3 separate regions of the Mus musculus genome follow, and regions 2 and 3 are each linked to region 1. The links are chromatin contacts, called in public Hi-C and promoter capture Hi-C maps. All regions are on one chromosome and are shown on one strand. Each heading gives the region's core, a stretch centred on a gene start, on an enhancer-like site or on the middle of the called end of the contact. The rest is flanking DNA. Distances are from core to core; before and after follow the strand shown. Region 1 has its middle 34 kb from the start of Cacybp. Region 2 overlaps Rabgap1l (RAB GTPase activating protein 1-like). Region 3 overlaps Rabgap1l (RAB GTPase activating protein 1-like).

Region 1 (3,265 bases), core at 725-3,224:
CAATCAGCTGGTTGCAGAATCACCAATTCACATGTCTTCTTTCTTTCTTCTTTTTGAACCCTATATAATTTGATTTTAGGTTTAGTGTTTTTAAACAGCTTCAATTAATTTGGTCCCTCATCTTGGAGAAGCAATTTCAGAAAAAAATTACCAGCATCCTCCCTGCTGTGTCTTGTAGACTGTTTCTCTAGAGGTCCAACTGTGCATGTTTCAAAAAAGAATTGTTGGCATCTGTGTTCTAGGTCTATGTGAAAACCTCCTGTAACTGGGAGCACATCTGGAAATTCTGCTCTTTGTGGCGCGTCTTACCTAACAAAGTTCTGTCTGGAGGGTCTAGGGGATGTTTGTTAAGCTTCACTGGCAGAGAACTGCATCTGCACCGCTGGCTAAACTCACTGTTGTTTCCCAGACAGCAGCTGCTTCCTGTGCCACTGTGCCCGCCCTTCTACACCTCTGAGAGTTCACTTGTTGTCGCTTGTTTCTCCCCTGCCACTTTCTACTCCTACCTGCGGGCTAATGTGGACTTCTGGCTCTCGCTCTTTTTCTTCAGAGGGAGAACCGAAGATTACAGGAGGCCAGCATGAGGTTGGAACAAGAAAATGATGACCTTGCCCATGAACTAGTGACAAGCAAAATTGCTCTGCGGAATGACTTGGATCAGGTGAGTTTGTCCTTCACTGTATAGAAATGATGCTGCAACAGCTCCTTCGGGGGTGAGGGCCACGGTGCTAGCTCTGTTCATTTCTCTTGGTTTATTTGTTCTATTTTTTGTTGTTGTTGTTGTTGTTTGTTTGTTTTTTGTTTTTGTTTTGTTTTGAGCTGAGTTCTCACTATGTAGTTCTGGCTGTCCTGGAACTCACTATGTAGACCAGGCTGTCCTAGAAGTCCCAGAGATCTACCCGCCTCTTCCTCCCAAATGCTGGAGTTGAAGGCATACCCTACTTCCCCTGTGCCTTCTCACACAGTGAGCTGCTGTATAGATACTGGGTGGGTGGCAGGTGGAAGGGGACAGCTTGTGCTAATTACAGAGTGGAAAATGCAAGTCTCGAGAAAGGTTTGGCTTGGTTCCAAACAACTTGTGTGACATACTTTTTTAAATCCTTTATCAGTAATTTTCCTACACCAAGAGCTGCCAGAATAATTACCTAAAAATATTAGTCAGCAAGAGCATACTAATGCCACGTTGACATTTGGAGGCACCTCTCTGTTACAGCCATAATTCTCGTCTGTGACATGTAGAACTGTGTATAAAGAGCATAGATCAAGTGTAGGACCAGGTATGTAGGTATATAGCTTTAATCCTAGCAATTAAGAGGCTGAGTGAGGAAGATTGGGAGTTCAGCCTCATAGTTACCCTGAGCCACCTAAGAGCCTGTCTCATTAAACAAAACAAGGAAGACAACAGAAGGCACTGTTGAACAGTGCCCTGGTTCGAGTCTTGACTGTTCTACCCTGGGCAGCTCTTTATCAGTCTGTAGGTATAAAACCTGTCTACCTCTTGGAGAAGATGTAGGAATTCAGAAAGCCCTTCGGTTCTGTGCCAGCTAGTTTTGGATCAATTTGACACAAGCCGGAATCATTTAGGAGGAGGGGACCTAAGTCAAGAAAATGCCTAGCACAGATTGACTGGGGTCAAGCGTATTTCACATTTTCTTGATGGGTGTGTGTGTGGGGTGCAGGGGAGGGTATGGCTCATTGTGGATGGTACCACCCTTGGGCAGGTAGTCCTGAGTTGTATAAAGAAAGCAGGCTTAGCAAGTCAGGATATAGAAGCCCTTCCCTAATAGCTCCTGGCCTGACTTTCCTCAGTGATGGATGGCTACCTGAAAGTGTAAGCTGAAGTGAACCCCTTCTTCCCTAAGCTTCAGTTGGTCACTGTGTTTTTATCACAGCTCGAATAACCTAAGACAAGTAGTGTGTATTCATTACCTGGTAACTGTCTCCAGGAAACCTTCTGCTTGGTTGGCTTCCCTGGTTCCTCACAGCAGTGCTGACAGTCTCTGGACTTCCTGTTTTCTTCTGCAAGCATTTTCAGAGATGAGTACTAGGATGGAAGCGGTCATGTACACTTTGAAATCTCCTCTGCAGTCTGCTTCCTAAAGTGAAAATGTTCATAATAGATAGGCCCAGGTCAGAAAACCCTAGATGAGTCTCAGACAGTAAATCATTGATGCCTGTGGGCTGACTGAATTTTTATAGGATTTAAATACAAATTCATTGATAATGTCATCAGCTTAAAATTGAAGGATGGCTTAAAATGGTCTCTGCTATGACTTTTTAGTTTCCCAATTTAAACAACTAATTGTGTGACTCAGAGCTTTTAATTTCATTTTAATGTGTTTTTAAGATTGTGCCTGGTATTTGAGGAGGCCAAAGGAGGGAGTCGGATCCCCTGAAACTATAGTTAGGGACCTTTGTGAGCAGCCATGTGGGTGCTGGGAACGAATGTGGATCCTCTGCAAAAGCAGCATGACTTCCCAATACAGATCTCCCGGCCCCAACTCAAAGGTTTTTAAATGGGAGATAAGACCTAAATACTATGGAGAATAATAATAATAGGGCAGGATGAAGCTGTGGGAACCAGCACTAAATCAGATTTTTTTTCTTCTGCCAAGGGCTAGAGATTGAACTCCAGAACTCAGGCCGTGCTAGGCAATTACTTTACCACAGAACCACATCCCCAACCCCTAAATTGACTTTGAAAATGAAGACAAACAAACAAAACCAAATCAGGCTGCTTGGAGCAGAGGGAATAGAAGGTAGAAAAAGAAACCCATTTAGTCCCTTTCAGCTATAGATTCCATTCATCCTGGTCCAGTGGAAGTTGATAGAAGTCATAAATGAAGCATGTGGCAAAGATCAGGAGCTGCGGAAGTCCCCATTCAGTCAGGGCGAGTTCAGCCTGGTCTCAGGGAAGCAGGGCGACATGGAAAGTCTGGGTCATTTGTTCCCTATTAATTGTCTTAAGATGATGAGCTAAGAAGAAAGTGAACATTATGTGGTCATTTGTATTAAGCCTAGAGAATGTTTAAGCAAATAGGTTTTTAGTGATTACTCTCTGTACGCTAAGTAAGCAGTATGCATAATGACTTACACATATTATCTTCTTTAGTATTATTGATAATCCCGTGAAGCAAATGCTTCTTGATGTATCCAGTAGTAGGACATTCATTTCAAACCTCTGAGATTTCGCCATGCCTGAGCACTCACTGTAAAAGCGAAAGCTGTCCTACTAGTCTCTGTAGCAAGGGTAATCAGACATCCG
Region 2 (3,123 bases), core at 84-2,583, 150 kb before region 1:
TAGTCAGAGAGAGCAGAGAATCAGTCCCTGAATCCAGGGTTCAGAAGCAGGCCTTGCATCCCTCCCACCGTATTCGCTCATCAAAGCAGTGACATAGTTCCCCAATTCAGAGAGTCCAGAGGCCCTACCTCTCAGTGGGAGAAGTGTCAGGGACTTGTAGCCATCCCTCACCACCACAGGTACCTACCGGAAGTTTTACTGAATAAGCTTACAATGAAGTGAATGAGAATCCCGAGGATCTGTGTCACGCTGACAGTCCTAATTCTGAACCTGGCGTTAAGAGCTAGCAACAGTGTGGTGCCTCTGAGGCTCAGTTTTTCTGGCTCAGAAATGGTAACAATTACAAATATTGCACAGATTTATAGAGGAGGACTCATGGAGAAAAAAAGCCATAAAGTGCTGAAGATGGTAGGTTAATGAATGTCCTAATAATACTAGCAATTATCAGATGTGCTTGTCACTTGATTTGATTTTAGTATGCTGTTTTCTTTGGTCAGTATATCTTCCATTCCTCCTGCTGCCCGTGGCATCCTTTTATCTTGGTCCCTTCAGATTTGTTGACCTTGCACTCCATTGGTAACTTTCCTTTCCCACATGCTGACCCAGGTGTTGATGTGCATGTGGCCCTTTCTTGACATGACCTTGTCTCCCCAGTGCTGTCAGCACGGCTTTTGATAGCGTCTCTCATAAGCTGCCAGCTTTCTCTGAACCCACGGTTGTCTGCTCATCACAGCCAAATGTTCAGTCTTTCTTTCAGTGAGTGCTCAACTGCCAGCCTTTATTTATGTAGGATTGTGAGGGCTTAGTAGTTAGTCTACCCAGGAGCACTGTCATCTGCACATTAGAGCTCAATTTGGGGCAATTAGTTGTAGGTGTTCTTTAAGGCAAACATGTTGCCAGACTGTGACTGGATTATGAAACTGCAGTGTCCAGATCAATTAAAGAACCATTTCTTCATGAACACAAGGCTGATTTCAATCTGCCATCACTAGAGGAAAGTGATAACCCATTCTTTCTGCAACAGACTGGATTGTTATTGTCTCATATCCTGACAGCAGTCAGCCACTTTTTTGTGAGTGTTTTCAATATTGAAACAAATGATAGAGTTTTGTTTGGGTGCAATGCACCTATTTTTACTTTCTGCTCTGTGGTTTTACTTGTATTTAAATGGAGGACTTCCTTTAATCCTTTGAATTTGGAGGATACATTAAATAATACTGAGATAAGGGTAAATTTCCTTATTGTCCTCTAAGCTTTTTACTGCTGTAATATGTGCCTGAGATAATCTACAAAGAGAAAAGGGTTCTTTTAGCTCACAGTTTATAAATTTCACTGTGTGGTTAGATGACCTCATTTCCTTAGACCTATGGTTAGTAGCACGTCATGACAGCAGTTCAGAACAAAACCTCTTTTTTTTATTAGATATTTTCTTTATTTACATTTCAAATGTTATCCACTTTCCTAGTTTCCCCTCTGAAAATCCCCTCTCCCCTCTCCCCCCTCCCCCTGCTCACCAACCCACCCATTCCCGCTTCCTGGCCCTGGCATTCCCCTATACTGAGGCATAGAACCTTCACAGGACCAAGGGTCTCTCCTCTCATTGATGACTGACTAGGCCATCCTCTGCTACACATGCAGCTAGAGCCATGAGTCCCTCCGTGTGTTTTCTTTGGTTGGTGGTTTAGTCCCAGGGAGCTATGGAGGTTCTGGTTAGTTCATATTGTTAGAACAAAACCTCTTAACCTCATAACCAGAAAGTATAAGGGGGGAGGAAGTCAGAGTTCCACAATCCTGTTTAAGGGACCCAGAGACCTCTACTCAGCACCACCATACAGGACTCTGTCTCTCTCTGTGTCTGTGTCTGTCTCTCTGTCTCTGTCTGTCTGTCTCTGTCTCTCTGTCTCTCTGTCTCTGTCTCTCTGTCTCTCTCTCTCTCTGTCTCTCTCTGTCTCTCTGTCTCTCTCTCTCTCTCTCTCTCTCTCTCTCTCTCACACACACACACACACACACACACACCAGTAAAACATAGGGTGCTACTTTGAGATCTATGCTGTAAATAATCATTTGTTACTGAGTCGCCTTCTCTGACTTAGTGCTTTATAAGATGACATTTATAACTGTGCTGCTTAAATTACCATCCGTGATCTGTAGCTTGTACTGGGCAGCCCTAGAAAATCCACATGGATTTCTGTAAAGCTGTTTTTTGAATTTTGAAGTAAGGCTTCATTGTGTAACCCAGGGTGGCTTGGACCTTCCATCCTCCTGCCTCATCCTCTGATTTCTGGTAGATGTACTACTATTCCTAGCTCATCCTGGAAATCATAATTTCTTTTTGTGAAAGCTTAGGGTTGATGTGTGAGGAATAAAGATATGTTTTTAAGCCAGGCAGTATTGGTGCATGCCTTTAATCCAAGCACTTGGGAGACAGAGGCAGGTGCATCCCTGAGTTCAAGGCCAGCCTGGCCTACAGAGTGAGTTCCAGGACAGCCAGGGCTACACAGAGAAACTGTGTCTTGAAAAACCAAAACCAAAACCCAAGCCAAACCAAACCAACAAACAAAAAACAACCCAGCCAACCACCCAAACAAACAAAATAAGATATGATTTTAATGTAATTAACCCAGATCTTGGCACATTTAAATACTAATTCATGTATGTATATATATATATATATATATATATATATGCATATATATGTATATATATATATATATATATGCTCTTTTGTTTGTTTTGTTTTGTTTTAAGGCAGTCTCACATATCTCTGGGTTGGCCTTGAACTCACAGATACTAATAGATATCCTTTAGCTGGAACTAAAGGTATATGCCAGTACACCTGGCTTATATACTCTTAGTTATTATTTATTAATTATTTTGCTCTTAGACGTATACATAGTAGGTAGACTTAATATTGAAAGTAGCAAATAGCCATAACAACATTGTTATTTGCTTTTGTTCAATAATGCCTTTTTCTTGTTTATTGAATAGCACATAAAACACAACGTAAGAAATAAATGATGAATCTTTTGTCTCAATATTTCTTACCAGAGTTTTACAAGGGAAGAAATTACTTTGCTGACCCCTTCTGACCTAGAATAGTGCTCAAAACTTCAAACAGATGTT
Region 3 (3,310 bases), core at 188-2,687, 200 kb before region 1:
CAGTTTTACTTTGTCATTTTTATATGATCATGATGAGATATTTAAAGAAATATTTATGTATGTATGTATGTATGTATGTATGTATGTATGTATGTATGTATGTATGTATTTATGTATTACCTGGATGCATTTATATTTGTATTTGGGTGACCAAGTCGGCCAGAGAGGGCAGCCGATCTCCTGAAGCTAGAGCTGCGTGTGGATGCAAGGTACCTGACCTGGGTGCGTGGAACCAGCCTCAGGTCCCCTGGAAGACCAGCACCAGCTTTGAGCTCTTAGCCACCTCTCCAGTCCACAGTTAGGTCTTTATGTCTGGTCATGGTTTAGAGTTTCCAAGTGCGCAAATTACTCTAAAAGTATACTGTGTACCTCAGATAACATTGAGAATTTGCAACATTTACAACTGACAAATAATAAAATGATCTAATGTTTATTAAAAGTTCAAATGAAATTATGGTCTGTGAGTATGAAGATATATTTTGTTTCTAGGTGGGTAGGAGGTGAATCCTGTCTCTTACCTTAGTCTAAGAATTGTCATTAGAATGAAGGTGTTCTGAGAGAACAAGATTTTTCCAGGAAGCAGGAACTCTCTTTCATGTTCGCAAGGATAATCCTGTTGCACCCAGTTGTTTCTGTCCACACTCATCTGTCGTGTGTCTATCCCCATCTCCTGTCATCACCTCTGTGCACTGACATGCAGGTGCACACTACAGTTGTTGCAAACGACAATACTTCCTTGGTAATCGTTCTCCTCACCCTTTGCTTTTGGCTTTTAGGAACAGCTGCCAGACCTGTACAGCCACTTCTGTGATCTGAACCTGGAAGCTCATATGTATGCATCCCAGTGGTTCCTCACTCTCTTTACTGCCAAGTTTCCACTCTGCATGGTGTTCCACATCATTGACCTTCTGCTGTGTGAGGTACAGTGTCCAGCTTTCATCCCTATGGCAACATAGAAAAGTCTGCTTAGAAACAGTTATTTTCCTTTTTCATAGTATTAACCCACACTCATGGACCAAAATTCCATTTGAATTTTTAATAAAGATTACATAATTTTACTGTTTGTCAGGAATAAAAATATTAAGGCTTATATAATTTCCATAAAATAAAATTACATGGCTAAATTTGTGTAATTATATTCCTAATAAGCCTATAACTGTGATTAATATATCATCAGTGTAACTTTTGAAAAAGTTAAATGCATTTAGAGTCAGCGGTTTTTACTATTGCTGCACTTATACTACAATCAGGAATATGAACAAGCCCTCCCCCACCCCCAACCCCGTAATTAAGTCCTCCATTTGTTAGTTCCCTCTGTGTGTGTGGTAGTTTTGGTTCCTCCAAGAAAGAAAAATGATAACCATTTTAGATGCTGAGCTCTTCTTCCTGCCCCGCCCTGTCCTCTGCTCTATCCTTCGCTTCCCCTTCCCTTATGACACATGCATCCTGTTGTTTTCTGCGTGCCTGACAAGGATTCTGCCACTAAATTACAGCCTCACCCCATTTATAATTTTAGGCAGTAGAACATATCAATTACTTGTTTTTTAAATACCTTTATTGTTTGTATTTGTTTACTTTATTCTTTTTAGATCCCTTAGTTGACTGGGTATGTTTTATCTGTTTTCTTTGGGACAGTGGTGTGAGGATGGAGCCCTACCTCATCCATGTATATATTCTATCACTGATATACACTCTCATCCAAGTATGTATTCTATCACTGATATACACCCTCATCCAAGTATATATTCTACCACTGATGTATACCCCCACACTTACTTTATTCTTTTAAATAATTTATTACACACACTCTCTCACACACACTTATATTGTATTGTCAGTCAAAATGCTAAAAAATATCTTGGGGTCTCTCTTGAAAGGCAGTTTGCTGGGCCAGGCATGATGGTGCACACCTTTATTCCGAGTACGTAGGAGGCAGAGGGAGGCAGTAGAATCTCCATGAGCTTCAGGACAGCTCAAGCTAGCTACACTGAGACCCTTCTCCATAAGAATAGCCTGCTTGATGAAAAGAAAAGTGAATATTTAAATGAAAGAATAAATTTACACAAAAGTAAGACCACACATTTAAATCACCCTTGACATTAATAGTTTAACTTTAAAAATAGTATTTTGAAAGTACCTAAGCTATATAAAGCCTATCATTTTATATGCAAATATTGCTGAAATTTTCTCTCAAAGGCTCTTGCTATTAGTTGCATTGCATCTGAAATTTGAAAGCATTTTGTAGGTGAAGAAGATTTTGAGTCATTTGTGAAGTACTTTGGTAAGGAAGAGTGGAGTGATTTGCTAGGTCACAGAAAGAGATCTTGATTCCTGATTATATAACAGCGATTGATATTGATTGATAGCACATATATTATCCTGTTCATTTTACTTATAAATTAGTCTAAAAATGGCATTTAAAATATTACCAGTGGAAGAAGGCAAAGAAACTAAAACCTTCTTCAGCATGCTATGATCATCACATTATCCACAAGGGAAACTTGGGTGTTTAGCAAACATTCTGCCCTGACTGACTATTCTGAATGGGCCTTCTCACATTGTAGTACAGTACTCTTTTAAAAAGAAACCGAATTTAGATGTTTGAGTTTTGTAATACTAAATCCAATTAATACTCAAAATTAATTTTGATAAGTAAGTCTTCATAGGCATTATCCCCCATGATACACTGGTTAAGAGCAGTGTTTCCTGAGAGGCGGACCATGTGATAGGCTGATGGTCTTTGCTTTGTCTACAGCCTGAGCTTACCATCAATCACTTCACACTGTTTTCTGAAAGAGATTATCTGGGTTCATGCTAGATTAGACTGTGGTTTCATTACAGAGTGTAGAGTGCATAGTTGTGCTAAATGGATTTCTCTATTGCTTATGGTAGACTAGTAATGCTGTAGTTTAGTTTGCTGGATGAGTGACTTTCTGAAATTATCCCCTGAGCCATGATGGCATCTGGCAGTGTTTATGTGTCTTCAGGAACTTGGATTCACAACTTCTTGGGCAATATCATCTTGAAGATACTTAAATTTCTTGTGTTGAATACTAAGAAGGTTATTCAAATTTATAGTAAAGAAATTCAAACAAAATTTATGTGTTCCTTTCCTTTGTCATTTGTAACCACAGTAGGTGAAAGGTCACAACATTCACTGCAATTAGTAAGACCACCACAGATGTTGCTCTCTCTCATCTTCATCTTATACTGTGCAGTTGGTTTTCACCTTTTTAAATTATTATACAAGCTAATTGTTTCATTATTGCATTTTAATACTTTTTCAATTTTTCTTTTGTCAGTTTAATTT

What was found. Hi-C and Micro-C count contacts between places; a contact is called where the count stands out from the background. Capture Hi-C pulls out chosen DNA fragments and counts their contacts.
Region 2: a contact with region 1 is called in a Hi-C map of bone marrow-derived macrophages, with 21 read pairs. The contact joins two enhancer-like sites. A contact is called at or near these places in 3 of 484 Hi-C or Micro-C datasets (Th2 cells, bone marrow-derived macrophages and embryonic stem cells), 1 of 115 datasets of contacts at active chromatin or transcription factors (large pre-B cells) and 2 of 9 other capture datasets (adipose tissue and pancreatic islet).
Region 3: a promoter capture Hi-C map of adipose tissue shows a contact between it and region 1. The contact joins two enhancer-like sites. A contact is called at or near these places in 2 of 115 datasets of contacts at active chromatin or transcription factors (cardiomyocytes and embryonic stem cells) and 3 of 9 other capture datasets (adipose tissue, liver and pancreatic islet).

The regions. Positions count from the first base shown.
Region 1 is chr1:160,244,855-160,248,119 of GRCm38.p6, reverse strand. It overlaps a transcript of Rabgap1l not described here. Among named protein-coding and RNA genes, the nearest start is that of Cacybp, 34 kb to the right of the region's middle. Within about 2 kb of position 1,974, at least 104 of the 459 cell types and tissues checked have an H3K27ac peak or open chromatin away from gene starts, as enhancers often do. A contact at or near this core is called in adipose tissue and bone marrow-derived macrophages, where this site is marked.
Region 2 is chr1:160,395,446-160,398,568 of GRCm38.p6, reverse strand. The region is part of intron 17 of Rabgap1l (RAB GTPase activating protein 1-like); the gene reads left to right. Among named protein-coding and RNA genes, the nearest start is that of Mir1927, 100 kb to the right of the region's middle. Within about 2 kb of position 1,333, at least 20 of the 459 cell types and tissues checked have an H3K27ac peak or open chromatin away from gene starts, as enhancers often do. A contact at or near this core is called in bone marrow-derived macrophages, where this site is marked.
Region 3 is chr1:160,439,433-160,442,742 of GRCm38.p6, reverse strand. Rabgap1l (RAB GTPase activating protein 1-like) reads left to right here. Exons shown (of 21, transcript NM_013862.5): 17 at 777-920. Among named protein-coding and RNA genes, the nearest start is that of Gpr52, 140 kb to the left of the region's middle. Within about 2 kb of position 1,437, at least 18 of the 459 cell types and tissues checked have an H3K27ac peak or open chromatin away from gene starts, as enhancers often do. A contact at or near this core is called in adipose tissue, where this site is marked.